3 separate regions of the Mus musculus genome follow, and regions 2 and 3 are each linked to region 1. A link is a contact called in public Hi-C data. All regions are on one chromosome and are shown on one strand. Each heading gives the region's core, a stretch centred on a gene start, on an enhancer-like site or on the middle of the called end of the contact. The rest is flanking DNA. Distances are from core to core; before and after follow the strand shown. Region 1 holds the start of Nln (neurolysin (metallopeptidase M3 family)). Region 2 overlaps Gm30551 (predicted gene, 30551). Region 3 overlaps Srek1 (splicing regulatory glutamine/lysine-rich protein 1).

What was found. Hi-C and Micro-C count contacts between places; a contact is called where the count stands out from the background.
Region 2: a contact with region 1 is called in a Hi-C map of uterus. The contact joins the enhancer-like site here to the promoter of Nln in region 1. A contact is called at or near these places in 3 of 39 promoter capture datasets (hippocampal neurons, liver and pre-B cells), 2 of 15 datasets of contacts at CTCF or cohesin (embryonic stem cells and pro-B cells), 15 of 484 Hi-C or Micro-C datasets (the C2C12 cell line, CD4 T cells, the G1E-ER4 cell line and 9 more), 10 of 115 datasets of contacts at active chromatin or transcription factors (the HPC-7 cell line, astrocytes, craniofacial prominence and 5 more) and 2 of 9 other capture datasets (embryonic stem cells and liver).
Region 3: a Hi-C map of B cells shows a contact between it and region 1, with 37 read pairs. The contact joins the enhancer-like site here to the promoter of Nln in region 1. A contact is called at or near these places in 7 of 39 promoter capture datasets (the C10 cell line, the SN4741 cell line, cranial neural crest and 4 more), 3 of 15 datasets of contacts at CTCF or cohesin (the NIH/3T3 cell line, large pre-B cells and pro-B cells), 8 of 484 Hi-C or Micro-C datasets (B cells, CD4 T cells, DN3 thymocytes and 3 more), 18 of 115 datasets of contacts at active chromatin or transcription factors (the 230-238 cell line, the NIH/3T3 cell line, the SCID.adh cell line and 11 more) and 4 of 9 other capture datasets (adipose tissue, embryonic stem cells, liver and 1 more).

The regions. Positions count from the first base shown.
Region 1 is chr13:104,107,880-104,111,718 of GRCm38.p6, reverse strand. Nln (neurolysin (metallopeptidase M3 family)) reads left to right here and starts at 2,105. Exons shown (of 13, transcript NM_029447.2): 1 at 2,105-2,303. The coding sequence starts at 2,263. It overlaps Sgtb (small glutamine-rich tetratricopeptide repeat (TPR)-containing, beta), which reads right to left and starts at 1,978. Exons shown (of 11, transcript NM_144838.2): 1 at 1,750-1,978; 2 at 530-649. The coding sequence starts at 629.
Region 2 is chr13:103,701,886-103,705,724 of GRCm38.p6, reverse strand. The region is part of intron 1 of Gm30551 (predicted gene, 30551); the gene reads left to right. Among named protein-coding and RNA genes, the nearest start is that of Gm30551, 3.8 kb to the left of the region's middle. Within about 2 kb of position 1,679, at least 21 of the 459 cell types and tissues checked have an H3K27ac peak or open chromatin away from gene starts, as enhancers often do. A contact at or near this core is called in uterus, where this site is marked.
Region 3 is chr13:103,749,819-103,753,657 of GRCm38.p6, reverse strand. Srek1 (splicing regulatory glutamine/lysine-rich protein 1) reads left to right here. Exons shown (of 12, transcript NM_001361085.1): 8 at 514-633; 9 at 956-1,264. Among named protein-coding and RNA genes, the nearest start is that of Srek1, 23 kb to the left of the region's middle. Within about 2 kb of position 2,062, at least 8 of the 459 cell types and tissues checked have an H3K27ac peak or open chromatin away from gene starts, as enhancers often do. A contact at or near this core is called in B cells and pancreatic islet, where this site is marked.

The DNA of each region.
Region 1 (3,839 bases), core at 856-3,355:
CCAAGATTTAAAGCTCACGGAAAACAAGGGCGAAATTCTCTCATCCTCCAAAGCACCGTTTGCTAGAGTTCGGTAACAGTACTAATTAATTACTGAGTTGTTTTGTTTTTAACACGGTGCTATTGCCATGACTAAGGTATTTTCGTATGTTCAGAATGAGATTCTTTGCTATTAGGAAAATAGGGGGAAATCTTTGAAGTATAGATTTGAATGTAAACATCAGCTTTGTTACATGGTAGCCGTTCTGCTGCTTAAACAATCTAATTTCCTAGTCTGTTCATTGGGGATAATGTTCCCATGATGAAAAACTTCCCTAAAATATGAATGACATACTTCTGACAGTAATTTTTCAGTAGACAAATAGTCCTATTTCCTATTAGTTAAAACAAACCTCAAAAAATGGAAATAACATATCTAGTTAAGCCTCTCAACAAAATATTCTGATTTTGTTATTAAAAACCATAAGCTTTGGATTGTAGCTATTTTAGTATTTCTTTACAAAATTAGGACACAAACAATAGGTGCCTACCTTCCAAACTTTCTTGTTCATCAGAAGTATATGCATCCATCTGACTTTGTTCCCGCAAGAAACGAATAACTGCATAAACTAGGGGCTTCACAGATGACATTTTAGACGCTTAAATATCTCCTTGATTAAAAAAGAAGAAGAAAATAACAAGGGTCATCCACCAAGTTCAAAGCAATAAAAGCAAAAATATTCATTACCTTGATTACTTTTCTCTCTTTAAAGGGTCCAGAAAGCACAAGTGGTTATAGTCATGTATTCCACATGCTCATTCAGACCCAGCACTATTCAACTATGTTAAAGCTTGCATCAGTAAAAAAATAAAAATAACAAAGACAGATTTTCAAAACATGTGTAGCAACGCCTAGAGCTCACCGTGTCTTAACAGCATATATGATACAGATACAAGAAAGTATAGGAGTGCAGACATATGGAGAATCACCCTTGAAAGGCCTCGCTTCTAAGTTGAGGGAGATCTCGTACTGCTGACTCAGAATGTGAGCCATAGTGAGAGCATCTTCCTTTATTCCAAGAGATTTTTTTTAATGTATTAATCATTTATACTCTACTACTTTTGTAGGTTAAGAGTCACTTGCTGACGACAAGGCTCTGTGGAAAGGTTATTCAACCATTGAGTGTTATTGTTAAAACCCGGCGTTTCTATTTAATCAGTACACTGGTCAGAAATCACCGTCTAACCCGATAGATAGTACAAACCGATCTGCCCCTGCCTGCAGTAGCTGTGCTCTCGTGGACAAGCTGGAAGCTCCTGGCCGCGTTCATTCACATGGAATACTATGCATCCAAACAGTGGCGCAGGGCCAGGTGGCATTAATGGCTTATTTCCACTAAATCGTATCAGCAATCTGCTCCCCGGGATCCCTAATTCACAGCCAGGGTGTGGTACCCGCTTCTAGGATGTTTATTAGCTTTGTACTTCTTTTAAAGGCGAATCTACTCCCTAGGCCAGAGAGGTTATTTCACTCTCTGACTAAGGACCCGGGGCAGAAGAGGGAAACAGAATGGGGGTGGGGAGAGCTGTCCAACCTCCTCCAAGCTTCCCCTCCTACATCTCCAATCACATCCACCTCCCACCCCCATGGTTCCCTCCCCGTTGTACCCCGGCTTTGCCTCAGCCCAGACAGTGTTTGCAGGGGGTGCGCGGTGCAGGCCTCCATCTGGGGCTGCGGGAGACGCACCCTTTCCAGAGAGAAGCCCCTTACCACGAGAGGACACGAGATGACGGCTGCGGGCCCGGGGGCGTCGGGAAGCGGGTCCGCCTGTCCCCGCGGTCCTCGGGGCTTGAGCGGTGTTCTGGATCGCAGAGGGGGCCACGGCTCCCAAACTTCCCCCGCTCCAATGCTGCCGCCGCCGCCGCCCCCTCAGCCCACCCGGCTGCTCGCAAGGCTCTCGGACGACAGTGCTTGCTGGATCCGCCCCAGGGGCGGAGCAGGGCACGGAGGGGTGGGGTGGAGGCGGGGCAGAGAGAGGGGCGGGGCGATGGACTCGGGGCGGGGACGGAGCCGGATGCGGGGCGGGGCTAGGGGCGGGGCCACGGCGTAGGCGTGGGCCTGCAGCACGTGGGAGGGCGCTGGCTAGCGGCCTCAGTCTCGAGATCTGGTCTGCTCCGCTCTGCCCGCTCTCGGCTTCCGGGCTCGCAGACTCCACCGCCCGCCTCCTGCACCTACCAAGCCGGAGGACCACGCGCCAGCTGCTGCCGGCCTCCCGGCCTGCCCATGATCACCCTGTGCCTTTCGGCTCTGCGAGGCCTCCACAGGTACTCTAGTGGGCGGGTTAACCTTGACCGTGGGCAAGGGTGGGGTCGTCTGTCGACGACAGCCGTGGGGCCTGGTGCAGCCCTACTACACCCACCCAGGATGCCTCTGGGACTGTTCTTTCCCTCTGCCTGCTTGATGGACTCTGTAGGGACACCTGGTGCAGCAACCTGGGGCCACCTTTCCCTTGCCGCTTCCCCCAGGAGGCCGTCCTTTCCCCTTTGTTTGGGATTGCTTCAGCCGCAGTCTGTGAGAATTGTTGGGTTCACAGACCCAACCCAAAATAAATACGGAAGGATAGACCGACGCGCCCTTCAGACCTGCGGACCTGATACAGAGAGTGCCGCAGCTGTGGACTCCAGAAAGCAAGCATTTTCGTACGCACCTCATGCACTTGTTAGCGGTCCAGGCGTTTAATATACACCCGAGACCGCTTTGGTTTTCATACTTATTTCCGTCCTTGCTTTCTAACTTCATTTTTATATCCCTCCTTCCTTAAAACATTCGATCTCTTAACCTGGCAAATTGACTTGGTCCAGAATTGTTGCTTGGACACGGTTTGAATTGCTTCCTAGCGCTCTAACCACACCCCTCTGCAACAGACCAGTAGCAAAATGGTGAGAGAATTAAATTCTTTGCACGGATATGCCGGGTTTTCGGGAACAAAGCCGCCACCACCTCCCATTGCCAAATCTGCCTTACACTGAAATTTCATGTGAAAGTTCAACGGGGAAAAAAGAACTTTGTGGGGTTTGTAGATGTGCACACAACTATTTCAACCATCAGCATTTCTGCTTTTCGTCATTTTCTATTGTGCTTTGCCACTCATCTGCGTGGATCACTGTGTTCCTTAGCCCTTGTGCACCCAGGGGACAATAGTGATTCTTCAGAGTTCACCTGATGACTGTGACCATTATTTGAGCAAGGTTTGTTGTTTTCTGGTCTCCAGGCTGGAAGTGGTAAAGCTGTCAAATGAAGTTCTTTTTTCCATTTAATGGAAAGCAAGAAGAGAGAATAAATTTCCATTATAACGCTGCTAGCTCTCTTTTCTAACTTTTTAATATTAAGACCCCTTTACCTTTAAAAATTGCTGAAAACCTAGGAACATTAATTTTGTTGTTGTCGATTATATCTACCGATAGTTAACCATATACAATTAAAACTGGGACATTCGGGCTGGAGAGATGGCTCAGTGGGTAAGAGCACCCGACTGCTCTTCCGAAGGTCCAGAGTTCAAATCCCAGCAACCACATGGTGGCTCACAACCATCCTTAACGAGATCTGACTCCCTCTTCTGGAGTGTCTGAGGACAGCTACAGTGTACTTACATATAATAATAAATAAATAAATCTTTAAAAAAAAAACTGGGACATTCATAAAGATTAATGTTTATCAAGTAGTAATAAATATATGCGTATTTTTCCATTTATCTTGTCAGTGGATGCTGGAGTGACTTAATACAAAATGGCTTGATTACTACACATACCTGTACATTTAAGCTGTTTCTCCATTTTATTTTGATTTAAGAAGGAAAACCT
Region 2 (3,839 bases), core at 430-2,929, 410 kb after region 1:
AAGGCCACAGTTTCAAAGGCAGGGAGAACAAAGTCATAGGGTCACCTCGTGTACACTGCTCCCCTGTTAGACACATTGTTAGAAACTCCCTTAAGAGGGGAACTCTGTCTATGCAGCCCTGGAAGTACTGGTCCATGCTGGGGTGAGGCTTTTTGGAATGGCCTACACTCCGGTCCTTAATCCCTTAGCCATGTTTACTAAGACAGTCCAATAAATGTACTTGGTCCCGAAGCTAGACATGTGTGGAACGGTCCCTTTGTCTGTTACTGCTGCTCAGTCTGGGGTGACCAGATGTTTGCTTATGTCTCCTTAGGGGAAGTGCATGCGACTGTACACATACACAACTGGGACAGATGCACAGTGTCATAGATTGCCTTTTTCCATATTATCAGGAGAACTTCCCAAATATTAATAAGATAGAGGTAAATTATTTTAAATGTGATTTCAAAGCATTACACATTTTTTTTTTTTTTGCTGAGATGTTGGAAAAGAGAATTTTCCAACAATAGAAACAATTTTCTTTCTTCTTTAGATTTATTTATTTATGTATATGAGCACACACTGTAGCTGTTCAGATGGTTGTGAACCTTCATCTGTTGTTGGGAATTGAATTTAGAACCTCCGCTCCCTCTGTTGGCCGGGTGGTTTGTAAACCACCATGTGGTTGCTGGGATTTGAACTCAGGACCTTTGAAAGCACAGTCAGTCCTCTTACCCGCTGAGCCATCTCACCAGCCCAACAATTTTCAAACAATAAAAAAAAAAAAAAGATTTACCCCACCCCCACCCAGAGATAACCATAATATTAGTGTTTGTTTCTCTGACTTCTAAATATTACGTATGTTTTAATGACTGTGCATAATACTTGGGAATTTGTTTTAAAAAACTGACACACGGGGCTAGAGAGATGGCTCAGCAGTTAAGAGCACTGGCTGCTCTTGCAGAGGCCCCAGGTTTGATTTCAAGCACCCACAGGGTTGCTCACAATTATCTCTAACTCCATACTCTCTTCTGTCCTCTGAGGGTACAGGTACTCATGTGGTGTACAAAAATGTGTGCAGGCAAAACACCTATACATGTTTTAATAATACAAACATTAAAAATGCACATATTTTCTATGCCGTTGAATAACACGCTACAGTACATTCTAAAAGATCACACTGTATCCCAATTTTTTTGTTTTGTTGGTACTGGAGGTTGAACCTGGGGCCTTATCCAGAAACTGAATTGCATTCTGTCCCACACACCTGATGGAATATCTTCAATAAGCAGAAATTACAAAATTGTGTTGTTCCTAATTCTTTCTTTTACCAGGAAAAGTCTAGCCACCGTTCCTAGCCTCTTAGAGTCAGAAAAGTGGCTCTTTTATATTTGTACCCGAATTTATTACAAACTCTTGCATGTAGTTGTGGGGACAAAGGCATTCTGAACTTACTGGCAGCTTATCCCTAAGCAAAAGGGATTTGATATTCTGAATATCAAAATACCCCTGCCTTTTATCTAATTGTATATCACCTACTAAAATCTGTGCTCTACTCTGACAGGCTTAAGTAGGTAATTTAAAAGTTCCATTTGGTTATTGTCTCATGCATAACTACTGAAACTAGAGTACTGCGTGGTTGAGGGAAAGGATCTCCCAAAGCGGAGTGTTATTACATTGTTACAGTTCCAACTTGGGCCATTTCCCGGGCTGCCCAGAACGTCATCCTTGCAATGTAGCGCTGTTTTCTCTCTAGACTGTTACTTCACACACTGCTACTTACTTTCTATACACACCGTTAACTGCCCCTTTCCTGATTATTAAAACATACTCTTTTCACTGTAGAACATTTATAAAATAAAGATTAAGTCTCCCTGTGGCAAAGAAGGCTTCCTGTCCACCAAAAATCTTGCTCCTTTTGCCCATAATTAGTCTGGGGAGATGTTTTTCCAGCCCACATCTGCAACCAAGCATGGCCAAAGGTGGTGCGCACAGTTCCCTTTCAAGACTAAGCCTTTGAAGTTAAAGGTGGGGTTTCTTTGCAATCTTTCCTCTCTTCTGCCAGAAGGATGCAATTGTTAATGAGGCCCTAGGGGATTTGAGGAACTGCAGCTGGAGAGGGTCTGGATCTTAGTCCTAGAGTTGGAGAGCGCCATCTGCTGGCCACTGGGTTACCCTGCTACAGGGATCCGGCAGTGACACTCCATCTGGTTACATTACACAAGAGCAGTGAGTGATTCAGTCGTTAACACTTTGGTCCAACTTTTAGTTACTTTCCTATGCATTTAAATTATGATTATGTGTGTGTGTGTGTGTGTGTGTGTGTGTGTGTGTGTGTGTGTGTGCGTGCGCGTGTGTGCGTGCGCGCGCGCTCATGTGTTTGCATGCCACATGCCAATATCTGAGGACATCTTTTGGAAGCCAGTTCTCGTGGGACTCAAAAGTCCAGTTGTCCGGCATGTGTAGCTTTGTTTGTTTCCTTCTTTTCCCCGAGATGGGATTTTTGTGTGTGTGTGTGTGTAGCTCTGAATGTCCTAGAGCTAGCTCTGTAGACCAGCTTGGTCTCGAACTCACAGAAATCCACCTGCCTCTGCCTCCCACTTACTGGGACTAAAGGTGTACACCACCACACCTGCTGCAGTTGCCTTGACTTACTGAACCATCTATACATTTTTCCCCCTTCCTTGGTTCAGACTGGATGGTGAACTTTTTTGAAAAGGTTATTGGCATTCATCGCCAAATTGCTTCTGAGAAATGTTGCTTAAATTCCTACGTCAACATGGCCTATAGACCCTCAATCTGTAGATCATTACCCCTTTAGAGGGTCAAATGACCTTTCCACAGTGGTAGTATATCAGATATCCTGCATATCAGATATTTATGTTATGATTCATAACAGTAGCAAAATTACAGTTATAATATAGCAACAAAATATATTTATCATTGGGTGTTACCACAACACGAGGAACTGTATTAAAGGGCTACACTGTTAGAAGGTTGAGGACCACTGCTCTGTACCTTGCTGTAACCTTTTCTGTATGTGTGCACAGAAGGCTCACTTATGCTTACCTGTGTAGCTACAGACCAACACCAAGTGTCTTCTGTCACTCTCATCTCTCTTATTTTTGTGCCTGTTTGTAGGTGTGTGCACATGTCAGAGTATGTGCACACATGTGCAGGTACAAAGCATGTGGGACTCAGAGGTCAATCCCGGTACTGTTCCTCAGATGTTTTGGAGACGCTGGAAGGTGGGGCTTGCTAGTAGGCTTAGCTGGCTGGTCGGTGAGCATCTAGCATCTTTGTGCCTCTGCCATCCCATGCTGGTGTTATAGGCATGGACCACCATGCCTGGCTTTTTACCTGGCTTCTCATGCTTGCATGGCAACCACTTTACTAACAGAGCTACTTCTCTACCCTGCTACAGGTTGCTAGATTCCTAGGAAATTCCTGTTATAGGCTACTGAATAAATACCTTCTGGGACAAGGAACTCCTTTGCCGCATATCTTATTTTCCTAAAACTCTAAAAGTTTTTTGATTTGACATTTGAATAGATCTGGTGTCTTAGGGTTTCACTGCTGTGAACAGACACCATAACCAAGGCAACTTTTATAAAGGGCAATTTTTTTTTAACTTTGTCATTTCCCGCCTCCCCCACCATCTCCTGCCCCACTCTCTCCAGCCTAAAGGACAACTTTTAACTGGAACCGGCTTACAGATTCAGAGGTCCAGTCCATTATCATCAAATGGGGAACATGGCAGCATCCAGGCAGGCATGATGCAGCCAGAGCTGAGAGTTCTACATCTTCATCTGCAGGCTGCTAGCTTCCAGGGAGCTAGGATGAGGGTCTTAAAGCCCACA
Region 3 (3,839 bases), core at 813-3,312, 360 kb after region 1:
ATATTCTATTAAAATATTTTTTATGAATATTCTTTGACAACTTTATTACTTTCTTCCTAATATTTGTTGCGACAAACAGTGCATGGCCACTTATAGAAATTGTTGAAGCATACCCCTGCTCCCCTCAAGATGAGTCATAGCTAGCTTACAGGGAAGCCAGGAATTAGAGACAGTCTGTGATGTGAAAACTTGGGCCAACGGAACAGTACAGATTTGAGGCATGTGATGTTTTGATGAAAAGGAAAGCTATCCCTGACAATACTATGCCTGACAGAGAAAATAACTATTAAATTATTTTTGTTTTGTGTTCTACACAATATAATATAGCAGGTAAACTTACCCAGTAATTTAGTTTGCTATTATAATGAAAACATTATAAAAGGGTCATTTAAGGTCTTAATAAATAGGATAGTTTTTCTAAATGATCTTATTTGAATATAAGAATTCTTAGCTTTTTTGGAGTTGAAATTCTAAGAATAAGTTTTGATATCTTTACAATTTATTTTTCTCTAGGAGTAGATCCCATAATAGGTCACGCTCAAGACAGAAAGATAGACGTAGATCCAAGAGCCCACACAAGAAACGCTCTAAGTCTAGGGAGAGGCGGAAGTCAAGGAGCCGGTCACGGTCACGGTGAGTTCTTGAGTTGTCACAGAGAGTTTAAATTTTATCACTGTTTTCACTCATGTGAAATTGTGGCTCAGGTTTATTAGAAGTAAGGCTTTCTTGTTGCTTTAGTATCTAAGATTAATATTGATTGCTCTGATGCAAATATGGCCAGTGTGGTTCAGCTTAGCCTGCTACACCTCAGGTCCACACCTGAGTTACACAGAAAATTTTTTAATTTGTAGTCAATGCAGATGATTTGGATTGGTAATTGTGTAGAAAGAAAGGCCTCTTCCTTTTGAGAGAGAATTATTTTAGCCAAAAATTTATTTCTGTTTGTTTTTTTAAGGGACAAGAGAAAAGATACCCGAGAAAAGGTGAAGGAAAGAGTGAAGGAGAAAGAGAGGGAAAAGGAGAGAGAGAGGGAAAAGGATCGTGAAAAAGACAAGGAGCGGGGTAAAAACAAAGATAAAGACCGAGAGAAGGAAAAGGACCATGAGAAGGAGCGAGACAAAGAAAAGGAGAAGGAACAAGATAAAGACAAGGAACGGGAAAAAGACAGATCCAAAGAGACAGATGAAAAACGGAAGAAGGAGAAGAAGTCCCGAACACCCCCCCGAAGTTACAATGCATCACGACGATCTCGTAGTACCAGCAGGTTTGGTGATACATAACTTCTGTGTGTGCGTGTAGGTGCACATGCCTGTGGGTGCTGGTGTGTGGAGGTCATAGGGTGACATTGGATGTGATTCATTGGCCAAGACACAGTAGGCTAGGCTGATGAGCCAGTTATCCCTGGGAATCTGCTTGTCTCTGCCTGGACAGTACTGGCATTAAAGATGCATGCTACTAAGTCTGTTTCTGTTAATCATGTGTTGTGCTTTTTCCACATGGGTTCTGGAGGCAGATCTCGGGGCCTCATGCTTGCATGACAAATGCTTTACTGACTGAGCTATCTGTCACTGCACCTTGCTTAAACTTTAGCTAAGAGGGACCGAGGGGGAAAATACTCTATGCAAACATAGTAGTTAGTAACATTACCCTTAATTACAAGTCAGCTTTTCTCCAGCAGAGGGATTGCCGCATCATTGAACCTTCTGGATGAAATATTTGGACACACTTAGCTATCTTTCATAGTGCAATATTTAAATCTGATTAACTTTTTACTTACTATTTTTCTTAGAGAAAGGCATATGATGGGGAGAATGTTTTAAAATGGCTACGTAAAAGTTCTTGTGTGATAGTTGACCTTTGAGACTTTGTTGTGTCTCTAGAGTGGCATGTTACATGATTTCCACATAGTGTGATTCCTGTCTGTCGACTAAGTTAACTTCCAAAATGCTTTACGTATGATGTTTAAGTATTATTCTCTTTTGTTAGTATTAAACGTTAGATCTTTTCCTCCTAGGACTATTTTTTCCACTTATTAATAGATATACTGCCACCAGGTGGCAGCATGTTGCTATGGTAACAGCTACAAAATGAGACACTTCCTCAAGGTTGTTTATACCCTTATCCCAGATGATTCTAGAATGATCAGTTAAGCCTAGTCTTTTAAAAACATTTTAAAATAAATGTCTTAATACATTTTAAAGTTGGTTTTTCATTGCATATACATTGATAAATGAATATATTTCCTAGTTTGAAAAATGTTATTTTACAGCTTATTTTTCACACTAGCCTATTAAAAGATAATAAAAAGCTAATTGTAGTGTTCATTGGATGCTGGTATAACAGGCCAAATTTAGTTCTTAGTTGACTTGAATTTCTCACCTTATTTACTTCTTCCAGTAAGGTTGTGAGACTGTTAGACTGTGGTACTTAAAACTGGCTCAGAACCATGAAGTTGAAAAGAGTAACACCGGTCACAACATGCTCAACATAGAAGCACTGAAGCAGGTTTAAACAGCCTTTTCCCTGGGTATCAGCCTAACCTGTGACTGCACCCTGGGTGCAAGTGATTTTGTTGGTCATGTGGGTGCCTTCATGTTATTGTACCATCCAGATACTCTGCTTCACAGCATCAAATGATTTGAATCCTTTTTAATTAGTAATATAAGTTTATTTTTCCAGAGACTCTGAAATGCTTGTTGGCTTTCTTCCATTGCGTGTTCATGCTCACTAGCTTAATACCCTTTCTCTCTCTCTCTCTGGCTTGCTTGCTCGCTCGCTTGCTCTCTTACTCTCTATTGCTCCTGCTCTCGCTCTTTTTAGACGGTCTATGTAGCTCTCAATATATAGAACTAGCTGGCCTCAAACTCAGAAAGATCATGTGACTCTCCAAAATGCTTGGATTAAAGGTGTGTACCACAATGCCTGGCTCCTTTTATGTTGAAGGGACTTAAAGGGTTCAGAGTCAGTCCTGAAGATACTCTTAAAGCTCTGGGACCAGGAGACGAAATGAGCTGGGAAGACTGAGTGAGTGAGTGAGTGAGTGAGTGAGTGAGTGGCTGGCTGTGTGCACACATTGGTTGTCTGAGAGTTCTGTCAGCAGCTCTGGTTGGTTACTCTTTAGTAGGTCTTTCCTCTTCCAATGTTCTGAGTAACTGTTCAAACACATTACTTCATGCTTTTATTTTCAGCATTGTCTCCTAATTTGTATTTTTCAAAGATCGGATACTTAAAAAAATGATGAATGCTTAAAAATTAATGTTATGAAAGGGAAGGAAAGGCAGAGAGTGTAACTCGGTGCTTTTCTACCATGTGTGGGTTGGGTTTGATTTCTCCAGTACTGTTTCTGCTCCCCACAAAAAAAAAAAAAAAAAAAAAAAAAGAAACAATCTTTATCAATTGAGCGCCTGCTTGCTATGTGCCAGGCTCTGTTCCTGACATGTTGCTGGTGTTATATTCTGGTCCCACCACAACCCAGGAAGTCTGGAGTCACGGGCTTTGGCTTTTCTTTGTTTTATGAAAGAAAACGAAAAGCAATAGTAAGGAGAACTTGAATTTCAGAAGATTGATATTTTGTTTGTGTGGTCAGTGGTTCTGAGAGCTGCTGCTCCTCCTGTGTGTGGGATGTGTGTGCATTTATGTTTGCATGCCTTACGATTAGAGGTCAGTCTCTGTCTTCCTCTGTCACTCTCCACCTGAGTGTTTTGAGACAAGGTCTCAGTGAACTTGAAATCATTGACTGCCCAGGCTGGCTAGCAAGTCTCCCAGCTCTTCCTGTTTCTGCCTCCTGGTGCAGGCCTACAGGTATGTGACACTCTGCCTGGCCTTTTCCATGGGTGTTT